Regions from separate parts of the Zea mays genome. Here region 2 is linked to region 1. Evidence: chromatin contacts called from public Hi-C data. All regions are on one chromosome and are shown on one strand. The core of a region is the stretch at or near the end of the contact, and the rest is flanking DNA. Distances in the headings are between cores, read along the strand shown.

Evidence for each region. A called contact is a pair of places that touch in the nucleus more often than the background predicts.
Region 2: a contact with region 1 is called in a Hi-C map of ear, with 2.0 times the contacts expected there. The contact joins two enhancer-like sites. A contact is called at or near these places in 3 of 25 Hi-C or Micro-C datasets (ear, leaf and tassel).

What each region holds. Positions count from the first base shown.
Region 1 is chr4:20,677,040-20,683,477 of Zm-B73-REFERENCE-NAM-5.0, reverse strand. No RefSeq gene overlaps it. Among protein-coding and RNA genes, the nearest start is that of LOC100217198, 76 kb to the right of the region's middle. Within about 2 kb of position 3,292, at least 15 of the 20 cell types and tissues checked have an H3K27ac peak or open chromatin away from gene starts, as enhancers often do. A contact at or near this core is called in ear, leaf and tassel, where this site is marked.
Region 2 is chr4:20,880,637-20,887,074 of Zm-B73-REFERENCE-NAM-5.0, reverse strand. No RefSeq gene overlaps it. Among protein-coding and RNA genes, the nearest start is that of LOC109945485, 60 kb to the right of the region's middle. Within about 2 kb of position 2,689, at least 17 of the 20 cell types and tissues checked have an H3K27ac peak or open chromatin away from gene starts, as enhancers often do. A contact at or near this core is called in ear, leaf and tassel, where this site is marked.

The sequences.
Region 1 (6,438 bases), core at 2,043-4,542:
ATTTTTTGCAACAAGTCCATAGTGCCAAAAAATAAAGCCTACTTTTGGCCAACGATCCGTAGTGGTTAGCTACCACCAAAAATAATATATTTGCCATCAAAATAGATTATTTTCGATAGCAAATGACCTGTTTTCGTCGGCACTAGTGGCCGAAACTGAAATGATCTCATGTAGTGATGTATAAAAGAGATTATGCATACATGGAATCTACCTACGTAGGTAGGAGGTTTATCAACCATGTATAGGATTGACTAGTAGCTAGCTAGTCAAAACACGGACCAAATATCCAAAGGGAGATGCGTGGAGGCTGTTAACGACGATGCTTGGACCATGTTCAGCAGTTCATTCATATAGTCACATAAAACACTATTTTACATTGTTTTACACAGTAGACTACACAATTCGCAGAGTAAAGTTTAAATATAGGTATTTTATATTTGAATTATGATAGTCACTTTAGTGACAAATGAGTTTGATAAATGAATTTAATATTGATAATACAAGATATACATCAAATATCGAATTGGCTTTTATATCGCCAATAGGTGGGACAATTAAGGTGAGATTGTACAAATCTTAGAGATGGAACAGAGTGCAATATATATCATGATGTTGCATGATTTTGTGCTCAAAACAACCAAAATGTTGTGGTCAACTCAAAATAGATCCCATAGTTTTTTTTTGTCATCTTGTTTATAGGTAGAGTACTATGGTTTAACCTACGTAGGTTGTAGCCTTGAAACCATTCTAAACTAGACAAATTATCAATTAGGTTATAATTGGGACTATGTTGGACCAACACGTACTACAGAATAGATCCCATAGCTTTTTTTGTTATCTTGTTTATAGGTAGAGTACTATGGTTTAACCTACGTCGTAGGTTGTAGCCTTGAAACCATTCTAAACTAGACAATTTATCAATTAGGTTATAATTGGGACTATGTTGGACCAACACGTAGTACAGAAGGATTCTAGAAAAGGGTTGTGGTGATTAGCAAGGAACCTAGCCCAGTAACTTCTTGACCATCATTAACCGCCATTAGTTGACCTTATGCTCGTACTTGTGAAGCAAAGGGGAGTACATTAGTTAATGTGTTGATTTATATTGGTGGTGTTTTATTCTATAAAATTGGTGACTTACACTCACTGAGCCTATGATACAAAGTAGTCAAACTTGGTCATCTACTTATGTTTGCATGAATTTTGGTGTGTACTTAAACATCTTGTTTGTAATGACTTGATTTATGTTATTATGGTTTTTATTGACTTGGTGAGTTGAGATGATCTCATTCTAATGTACAAGCTCCTTTAAATTGGTTTCACTCTTATTTCAAAACATTAAAACATATGTATAGTTTATGTACATATAGTAGTAGCATATAATATGTATACGAAAAACTACTTAAAATGAAAAATAATTGAACGAAAAAACCATAAAAGAAAAGGAAAAGGAAAAAAAAGATACTTTAGTCTTAGGCTTGTTTGGATCCCATGTACTAAACCTTAGCAGGGTGCTAAAATTTAGCACACCTTGAGAAGCTAAATTGCTATTGGGTGCTAAAGTTTAGCACTTCACTTTTAGCACTTTTTAGTACTCCTATTTGGATCTCTAAATACTAAAAACATAGTGCTAAACTTTAGCATCATTGATCCAAACAGGCCCTTAGTTTGTAATACCAAAAGGGACTAAAGGTACCTACCCCATAGCCCATGCTAAAGGCCCCTTTAGTCCAGCTGTGTTCGCAGTCCAGCCTAGGAAACTAGGATTGGTGCAATTCTATACCATTTGACATTTGTGCTTATCATGGAGAATCGCCGGAGCACACCGCAATTCTACAAAAGGGGAAGTTTCCTTGAGTTTCTTTTGACCTTAAGGGGGAGAATATTTTAGTGTTGATATTGCTTATCTCTCTCTTATTGTCAATATTGTGATCATAATACATTAGTGGTGTTAACGATGCTTGATATATTGATAATAGGGTTTCAATTGATATCTTTATGGTGTATCTTGATAGATTGATTTATATTGTATTGAATTGGTGTAATGTCGTTTAAATTGGTGTCATTATGGTGTTTAATGATTAATTGGTATTTTAAGGATTCCATGTTGTAATGAGTGCATATGTGTGTCATGAGCATCACAGTTTGATTTATGGCACTATGCACCCCCAGATGCTAAGAACAGAAATGCTTCGCACTTTAGCCTAAGTATGTGCAAATTGGTATTTAAGACCAAAGTTGAGATTTTCGAGAAAGCACATATTTAGGGGGGCATTCTATAGCTTATGATTCAAAATTGTGCTTTAATTTATATCTTTTGTAAGTTTTAATTGTGTTGCCATCAATCACCAAAAAAGGGGAGATTGAAAGGCCCCTTATGATTTTGGTGTTTCGGATGACAACACAATTAAAGATCTAACCTCCGTTAGTTGATTTTTGTCAGTCGAAATTAGCTATTTTTTATTTGCTATCTAATAACAACCGACTAAAATTAGCTAATCTCCGTTAGTTGCTTCGTGGTCGATATAAATTATTCGAATTTTATAGGTTAACCTAAAAGTCGACGAAAATTATTTTGGTCCACAGAAGTTTTTCATTTTCCTGTTGCGCCAGGGGAATTGTACCCTAACCCGTAATGCCACCCTACCAGGCGACCATGGCACTTCTTTGACGATTGAGAATGTCCATTTCAATCTAGAAACTATAAAAGTAGTCACGCTGACACGCTCTGATCTAGATATTTCAAAAGATGCATATTGGACCATGTGCCGCCTGATTTTTCCAACAATGGCCGGCACTTTCCACATCAATCTGCCTTGTGTTCTTCCTCGTGTTTTCTCTGCCATATACAGTTAATTAGTTAGTGGATTAGCTAGTGCTTCTATTTCCTCTCTCACTGTCTTTGCTTGCCACTCAGCCTACTTTCCACTTCAAAGGCATACCATGTACCTATCCTTGCTTCTTAATTTGACATTCTCCACACACAGTAGCTGGTCTGCTCCCAGCACTGCTTGTTGCTGTCAATGGAAAAAAAAAACTTAGTATAGGTATTACCAGGACACGTGAACACTACTGTGTGTCCGCTTGCACTTTGAGTGAAGCCTTGGACTGATGGTGACCGAGGAGTATAACATGAGACTCAAATACTGGAGTGATGGTTGCAGTATGGAATGCCGTGGCTGCTTTATTCATATGATGGGCTATATTTTACGTCAAATTAAAATGAGTCAAATTAGTTCGGTCGGTGATATAGACGCAGGAAACCCCATCGTCTATTTCAGCCCAGTACTATCCTGATGGACCGAATCGATCCAACAAAGATGAGGCCCACTAAATCGAGGCACGCCATTAAACATAGTGGACAAGAAACCTAACATAAAGGATTCAGACGTCGGCTCCTACCAAGACATGTTATATTAGCTGTTACACTTCTATTAACAAATTAGCTAACATATCTTGTAAAGTGATCAAATCATGTAACTCTACCTTCGAACTATACTAGCAAAGTGTGTGTACGTTGTTAAGATTTTCATTTTTGCTTAAGTATATAATATAAAACACAAAGACATGTGTAACCTGTTGGCTAGGTGGGGTGTAAATGTGGGTTTAGAGCCAACAACCATGGTTTAAATCCTCCTCATTTGTATATAATTTTAGCATTTTTACTATTTAAATATGAAGGAGCACAATGATGATAGAAACCGGGAAACCTTGTGCTCCAATATGAAGGAGCCAACAACCATGGTTTAAATATGAAGGAGCACAATGATTTCTACAGGCGGTTTTCATGTAGAAATCTATGATTTCTAGTGACGGTTTTCTTAAGAAACCGCCACTAAAAATAGCACAGACGGTTGATAACCGAATCCGCCTATAAAAATATACCACACCGCAGGCTTTGAGTCTTTTTCTACTAGTGATACCAACTCTCAAAAGTATTTATTTCGGCAATAAGGATCAACATATTATGTACAAGGAATAAGAAGAATAGCATATAAGACATAGGGTGTATACATGTTCTGGTATATGGTACCCTATCCTACATCTAGTTTAGAGTAGATTTTCCCTTGTATGCTTGACTTTGGCCCTGTTTGGATCCTTCAAGCCCGGCTAGAGCTAGAGCTAGTTTCTAGCTCTAACTCTAGCCCAAACTAGCTCTAGCCCTCTACGTGTTTGGATCCAAGGGCTAGTTTACAATAAATGCTATTTTATAATCATTTGTCTCATTTAAATCTTTCCTTATCCGGATTTAGTGTGGCAAACTCTTGTGTGGCTTCTCCCACACACAAATAACACAAATAAATTTATTTTCACAAATCAAACATCCAAATCACAATAAGTTTAATTTCTGCATACAAATGCGATGTCCCATATGAACATACAAGTCCTTAATTAATATTAAAAAAATTACACTCCATGAAACAAAGCATGAGCTAAGTCATCACGGAAGGCATTCATGTTGACATCTTCAACAAGAGGTTCGTCTTCTGGCCATATTGATGCTGCAGAACTAGGCATTGGGTTATAATTTTCATCGGCATCACATGCTTCGAATTCTCGATCCGCAATTCTACTCTCTCGAATAAAATTGTGAAGAGCCATACATGCAACAATAATTCTAGTTTGCTTGTCCTCTGAAAATCTTTGCATGTTCAACAAAATCCTAAACTTCATCTTCAACACTCCAAAACTTCTTTCTATCACATTTCTAACTTTGACATGTGCATGGTTGAAGACTTCTTTCATACCTTGGGCAAAACAAATCCGTTGTTTTCCTGTTCTTTCCAATGTGGCCAGTCGTGCCCCTCCACTACCTTTCCATGGATCAAGAAAAGAGGGAGGAGGAGGCTGAGGGAACGGAGGGAGGCGGCGGCTGACCTGCTCGAGGACAGCAGCGTTTCTTCGGTTCGAGGACGGCGGCGCCGGTCCTTCCCTGCGTATCGAAGAAAAGAAACGGACCCAGGAACGTGCGGATCCCGTGCGGAAGGATAAGAGAGAAAAAAGGATTTTGGTGGGTATTCCAACAAACTAGCCCCAATAATCACCCCTTGGTGGGGAGAGTTTTTTGGGGTGGGCTAGTTGCAAAAAACTGGCTCTAGCCCTCCTGTTTGGCTACTTTTGGGCTAGTTTGGCACAAACTAGCCCAAACTAGCTCTAGCCCTTGGATCCAAACAGGGCCTTTATAGGACCGGTTGATTGTAACTTACTATGCATAGATCTAGGGGTCCCTATCCCATGTTATCTCTACTATATTGAAGCACAAGGTTTTGCGTTTCCACCGTCATTGTGCTCTCCCATATTTAAATAGTAAAAATACTAAAATTATATACAAATGAGGATTCAAACCATGGTAGAAACCGCCTGTAGAAATCGATTTCTAGTGGCGTTTTTCTTAAGGAACCGCCACTAAAAATCATTTTTATCCTTAATTTTTCGATTTTTTCAAACGACCTCGTATGATGAAACCACCAAAATAAAAGTTGTAGATCTTTAAAAATTATAAAACTTTGTAGTTGACAACTTTTTAATTTGAAATCATTTCGGCTCTCAAAAATTGTATCTAAATTTGTCAAATTTAAAATTGAAATTTTGCAAACGACTTCGGATGAAAAAAGTGTCAAAATGAAAGTTTTAGAACTTTAAAAAGTATTTAACTTTGTAGTTGACAACTATTTTATTTGAATTCGTTTACGGTCTCAAACAAGCAATTTACACTCAGTTGGTTGTAATATGTGGGCAACAAAACTACACACTAGACACAAAGCATGCCATAGCCGGAGTGATAGAGGAGGGTACGCGTGAGGCTGAGGGCAGGGGTTCGATTCCTAGTAACCGTGTGTAGTGCACGAAAAATTCCACGACCTAGTAACCGTGTGTAGTGCACGAAAAATTCCACGACCTGCGACTTCGACGGAGACGGACAGGTGGGTGGGTGGGCCGCGAGGTCTCCTAATAAAAATATTTTTTGCTATTTTTAAAATCCGTTTTATGTTTCCTCGAAACGATTTTCACTGGTGTTTTTATTACGCCGACCGCCAGTGAAAATCGATTTCCACTGGCGGTTCTCAGTTACCCGCCTGTAAAAATGGTGATTTCTACTGGCCCCTAACACTGGCGGTTACGAAAAACGCCACTGTAAATAGGTTTACGACCGCCACTATAGAGCTTATATGTACTAGTGTATGCTAGGTAGGGGCCATTTCATACAAATTCATTGTATTTTAGATGAGCCTCATCTTAACTTCGATGATGTTGAGAAGATGCAACCATCCCTAAGATCACCTTTGGCGGCTTGGTCGCTAACCAACTCAAGAGATTGTATCTCCAAGAACCCAAACCACCTGTGGAGGAGGAAGAGACGCCTTCCAAGTTCCATCTGCATGTTCCACGCTAGGCTCGAGGAAGCCATGGAAGCTGGACCTTTGGCGTTAGCCAACC
Region 2 (6,438 bases), core at 1,440-3,939, 200 kb before region 1:
AGTAACCTTTGCACTTACATCATGTAAACTAGTTCAATTCTGCACTTATATATTTGCTTTGGTTTGTGTTGGCATCAATCACCAAAAATGGGGAGATTGAAAGGGAAATAGGCTCACACCTTTTCCCAAATGATTTTGGTGGTTGAATTGCCCAACACAAATGATTGGACTAAATAGTTTGCTCTAGATCATAAGTTCTACAGGTACCAAAGGTTCACAATAAACTAATACAAAGTTCAAAGAAAGGGTTCAAAAAGAAAGGAGCAAAGCAACCGAAGGCTGCCCTGGTCTGGCGCACCGGACAGTGTCCGGTGCACCAGGGTGGATTCCCTCCAACTCGCTAGCTTTGGGAATTCTAGGAGCCACTCCGCTATAATTCACCGGACTGTCCGGTGTAGCACCAGACTGTCCGGTGTAGCACCGGACTGTCCAGTGTGCCAGCGGAGTAACGGCTAAAACACGCCAACGGTCGTCTGCAAAGGAACAGTGAATCGCTACAGTGCGCGCGCAGAAGTCAGAGCAGGCGTCAGATGGCGCATCGGACAGTGAACAGGTCCTGTCCGGTGGCCCACATGTCAGAAGCTCCAATGGTCGGAACCCAACGACTTGGTGACGTGGCCGGCGCACCGGACAGTGTCCGATAGCGCACCGAACTATCTGGTGCGCCATACGACAGAAGCCCTCACCAACGACCATTTTGGTGGTTGGGGCTATAAATACCCCTAACCACCACACTTCAATGCATCTAAGTTTTCAGCCATCAAACCTCATACAAGAGCTCTAGACTTCATTCCAAGACACAAACAAAGAGATCAAATCCTCTCCCAAGTTCGGAATCACTCCAAACAAATTAGTGACTAGAGAGAGAGAGAGACTTTTGTGTTCATTTGAGTTCTTGCGCTTGGATCGCTTTTCTTCTTCCTCTATTCTTGTTCCCAAGATCATTGTAATCAAAGCAAGAGACACCAATTGTGTGGTGGTCCTTGTGGGGACTTAGTGTCCCGTTTGATTGAGAAGAAAAGCTCACTCGGTCTAAGTGACCGTTTGAGAGAGGGAAAGGGTTGAAAGAGACCCGGTCTTTGTGACCACCTCAACGGGGAGTAGGTTTGCAAGAACCGAACCTCGGTAAAACAAATCACCATGTCATCCGTTCTTATTTGCTTGTGATTTGTTTTCACCCTCTCTTTCGGACTCGACTTTATTTCTAACGCTAACCCCGACTTGTAGTTGTGCTTAAACTTTATAAATTTCAGATTTGCCTATTCACCCCCCTCCAGGCGACTTTCAGGCGCCATCGTCGTCCTTGTCTGCCACATCATCTGCTACTGCTTGCGGTCCTCTACCCGCTACTTCTCAAACTCCCGTTTCATCTGCGCACGATGCTCCTCCTTCGACTCCGCTTTTGGCAGCATTGCCTTAGGCTACTGCTCCATTGGGGCGGCGGAGACTGGGCAAACGATGGCTAGGTGGGGGTGGGGGCGGAGTAGCAGGGGATGGAGACGGAGGCATGGTGGCACCGAAGGGGAGGAGGAGGCGGGTTACCTTACTCTACTCCGATCCGAGCAGATGTGGCGAGCGACGAGGCGGTGTCCGTCGTTTCTATGATGGCTCTCGACGAGGAGGTGGTGCAGCAAGGACGAGGGAGATTTGCGTAAGGGGGGGGGGTGAGACGGCGGGTGTTTTGGTGACAATCTCGGGATAGGGGCTCGGAAAGCGAGGCAGGGGGAGGGAGTTGTCGATGGAAGGGGAGATGCAGGGTGGGAGGCGAGGATCGCAGGGGTGGGGGCATCCATGTTATGGCGCCCTTCAATCGACAAAGAGCAGGGCAAGACCGAGGATGGCAGGGGCGGCCATGGAGGATCCCTGGAATGGCGCCCTTCCGTCGACGAAGAGCGAGGCGAGGCTGAGGATGGTGCGTGGGCGGCCGTGGAGGATCCCTAGAATGACGCCTTCCATCGACGGAGAGTGGGGGCACTATGCACATGTGGGGACGAGGATCCCTGAAATGGCGCCCTTCACCAGTAGTAGCCCCGTCCGTCCCACTGCTGCCTCTGTCGTCCCTGTATATATACATGTTCTTTGGGTTGAATGACAGACAATACAATTTATCGTGAAATGGGATGTCGTTTCTCGTACGTCACAACTGCTGGATAAATTTATGAAAAAAATATCATACACATGGCTAGTTTGAGAACTTCATGTTTCCAAAATATTTCTATTTTAACAAGTGAAAATAAACTAATTTCTTTTAGAAGAATAGAAATCCCTGGGAAGGGAAGATGAGGTTTTCAAACTAGCCCACAACGTATATAACGTAAAACGTGCTCGCCATGGCCCACGGGCCAGCACGCGTGCTTGCCATAACTCTCGAAGATCGACCTTGATCTATATATACAACAATACGACGCCGACCGCTGTCCACGCACTGGACGGCGCAGGAGCAAAGGCGCATCCGTGGCACGTTTGTGCTCATACATGAGCTCACGTGTGAGGTACTTGTACGTGCGATCCTGGGGGGCAACACGTATGTCGTAGCGCTTCGAAATGTGACACTCACCGATCAAATCACGCGAAAGCGGGACCGTCGCGCTCGCGATCGCGTCCGGATCGATCGGAAGAGGGCCGGCCGGCTAGACGACGCCAAGCAAGGACCGCTAGCGTACACCCTTCACAGGCCTGGGTTCTGCCCGCCGCCCGTTTCTACAGCTAGGGGACACCGTTGCTTTCGTACGCGTACGTGCAGGCCATGCTGCATGTGTACATACGTACGCACGACACGCGCGCGCGTTGAACACGGGAGGGAGCGTGTAATAGATATAGATGGCCAAATAGGTGGGACAATAAGTATTGTACGATCAGTAATGTTTTGGCACGACATGAGCACAATTTATATAGTACCAATGCTAATATGACACGGGTCTAGTGTCATGTTCGGGCCTTCACGCCGGTATGATAGGCTGGCACGAGCATAACATGATTAGGTGGTCAATATGATTAGACACGGCGTAGACCAACTGGTAGTCTGTAGATGTGATTATGGTATGTACTTGTGATTGTGAAGTTGTGATTTGTTATGATTTTAAGCATAATAAATTCACTTTATAATGGTATATATGTTCAAGTTCTAAAATTCTACATATAATCTTAAAGATCTTATATGTTTTTTGAGTTCTCAAAGTAAAATAATGTCTGAACTGACACATGCACTATTAGTTGTTAGTGTCGTATAGTGCGAGCACGAGTGCACGACACAATTAGACATTATAGTGTATAGTGTCTGGGTCGATCAATAGACAGTACTAGTGTCGACGTGACATGACACGATTATTAATAGTGATTAGCAGTGCCGTGACTAATAGCATGAGCCTAATAGTACTAGTGCCAGTATTGGACCGTGTGGCTGGTTTGGCTATCTATACTCGTAGACGACGGCGGGTATTTTGCCAGCCTATGAGCCTATAGCTAGCGGGCTCTCGATCCACATGGTGTTGCGTCCGGGAGCTGCGCGCATGGAAAGCAGGCCCGGCTACTAGCTGAAGATGGATATACAACGTGCATTGGTTTTCTGCATTAATTATATTGGGATAACGTACAACGACACAGATGGAAGTTTGTTATGATAATTTTAGCCTTCTGGTCTTACCACTTGCTATGTTCTCCCTTCTTAGCTCTGTAGTCTGTTCTTTCTGCCCTAACATGATTACCTTCCGTATCTGTGCTAAACTACGAAACGGCATGCATGCATTGGACAGAAATTATTAAATGCATACATGCACAACGTGGAAATGCACAATATAGAGTCATGTCAGGAAAAGATACGGCATCTTAATGCTATATATATTTTAGATACAGTAAAATGCATGCATTCGCGGTCATTTCTTATTTGCCGTCACCTCGTTCGTCATACTGATTCTTTTCTTTTTTTCCCTCATGCCTTTGCCTCCGCGCCACTCATTCTCAGTAGAGGGCGTGGGAGCAGGCGCCTTCTCCCCGGATTCGTCCGACACCAGCCCCGACACTGACCCGCGCAGTGGCTATTGCACGTCCATGAGGATGTTTCACAGCATATACATGCACCATCGTTTTCACTGTCGTCGAACGTCCCGTTCATCTTCCCGCCCTTCGCCCTATTCTTCCTCCCCAACATCCTGCCTCCGCCCACGGTCGCAACCGCGAGCCGACCGATGCTCGTCGACGCGGGTACGGTCGAGTCGGTCTTGCTCCTAGCTTTTCTTCGCGGGTGCCGCCGAGGAGGACACGGTGGCGCCTGCTACGCTTAGGTTATCTTGACGATGAGAAGTCCAGATCTGAGATATTGGACAACCAAGGCCCGTAGCGCGGCAGCAATCGACATATGCTACGAAATTGGTGGTGGTGTTGTGTCGCCTCGGCGGGTCTAGGGCTGGGAAGGCACTCGCATTCTCTCGTTCTTCTCAGACTGACGCCTGGTGTGGGTGCCTCTCGGTTTGGAGCTGCTCCGGCTGGGCTTTTTTCTCTACTTGCGTGCTCTCTCTCCCTGTATGTATCTAGCGGTATACTACCTATGTCGCCTCCAGATGCCCATGTCTTCGTCGACGTCGTGTCCTTCTTCGGCAACGAACAGGTATGTCCGCCTCTTCCTTCCCTTACTGCTCTACGAAACCTTGGAAGTGGGGGAGGCGAGGGATGGGGTCCCTGATTTGCTGTCTATGGTACCCGTGCATTCATAAAAAATATTATGCGGAGAGCGGAGACAATCAATAAAAAATCTTGAAATTTTTTTTGGTGTATAGTTTACGTGGGTATTATTATTGTGAGCCGTCGCAACGTACGGGCAACCGACTAGTCTATAATAATATATAAGTGGCAATTTTGGATACTGTGACAGATTGGAAATAGCCTAACAATTGATGAAAAAAAATTAACATGTTACCGAAGGCTAAAGTAAAATCCATGTACTTGACTTTATACTGATATGTTGGCTGTGTCGATCATGTCGCGGTAGCCGTTCCTTCCATGTGTTTTTTTTTATTAATAGCGTCTATGCATTATATTCTTGGACTGGAAAAATACAAAAGCATATACCCTCTTCTGGGATTGCTTTCACGGGTGTTTCGTGGAAAGTTGGCCCTGTTTATTTCTGCATATGCATATGTAACGTGCTTCAGTTGCGACTTGTACTGTGGATACGGTTCGGTACCGACAACTTGGATACTAGCTATAGCAGGCGATGGCAACATGTGTATATATGCAAGCTGCTGGTTTTTACTTATTTCGAGACGTTTGTTTGGCTGGACGTTCATGGTTTGCTTGGACCAGAGGCCAGGGGAGGGGAGGGGAGGGGAGGGGAGGGGAGGAGAGGCCCAACAGCTTCTTGTTTGGCTCTATTGCTCGCTAGCTCCACAGGAATTCTGGAAATTTTCGGTTACGTTGCCGGAAACAAGTGAAATCGGTGCACTCTGCCGAAAATAACCTGTTTCTGGCGGTTACAAGTTTATTTTCGACCATTTATCTCCATCGAAAGTTCGACACCAAAATAATATATGGTTTATTTTCAGCAACAACCGTCGAAAATATGTTATTTTTCGACCGCCTAATAAGTACAACCATAGTAAATAAACCTGACATGTCTACTTATGACGGTGACAATTAACCATAGTAAATAAACCTTTACCGAGTGCCTGCTGGTCTGGCACTTGGCAAAGAAGTCTCCAGTGGACCTCTTTACTAGTCCCTTTGCCGAGAACCCTGGGAGGCACTCGGCAAACAGGGAGCCTTTGCCAAGTGCCTGTTGGTCTGGCACTCAGCAAAGAAGGTTCCTATGGACCCTTTGACAGTCCCTTTGCCGAGTGCGCTGGGAGTCACTCGGCAAAGAGCGCTTCTTTGTCGAGTGCCATGACTATAACACTCGGCAAATAAACTTTACTGGTCCCTAGGTGTTCTTTCTTTGACGAGTGTAACACTCAGCAAAGTGACAAAAACCCCTTTTTATTTGTTTTTATTATTACATTCAAACAGACAAAAGATATATCATTGACATCACATATATCATAGAATCAACACATGTATCATCAACACCATATATCTCACAAATATCACCACATCAAACAATTTCATAAACATAAGTATCACTAAGTATCTCACAACATTAAGTATTACCAACATCAACAAGTTTAACAAACACAAATATCACCAACACTCACAAACATAAGTCTCAATCATCACTAAGAGATCATCAACGAGGTGGCCGACTGGATTGGTTCAGCGAAGGGCCGAGCAAAGTGTGAGGGTTGTTTGATGTCGTCGAGATTGTCCCTGCACAGAGAAGAGATTAGATGTGTGAGACCAGATGACTATATATCATGCAAGACTAAAATTTTGATACTCGTAGGAGTATGGAACCGAGCAGGGTCAGTTGTAGGAAACAACAGAGGTGGTGGAGTAAGACCCTGCGCGGTG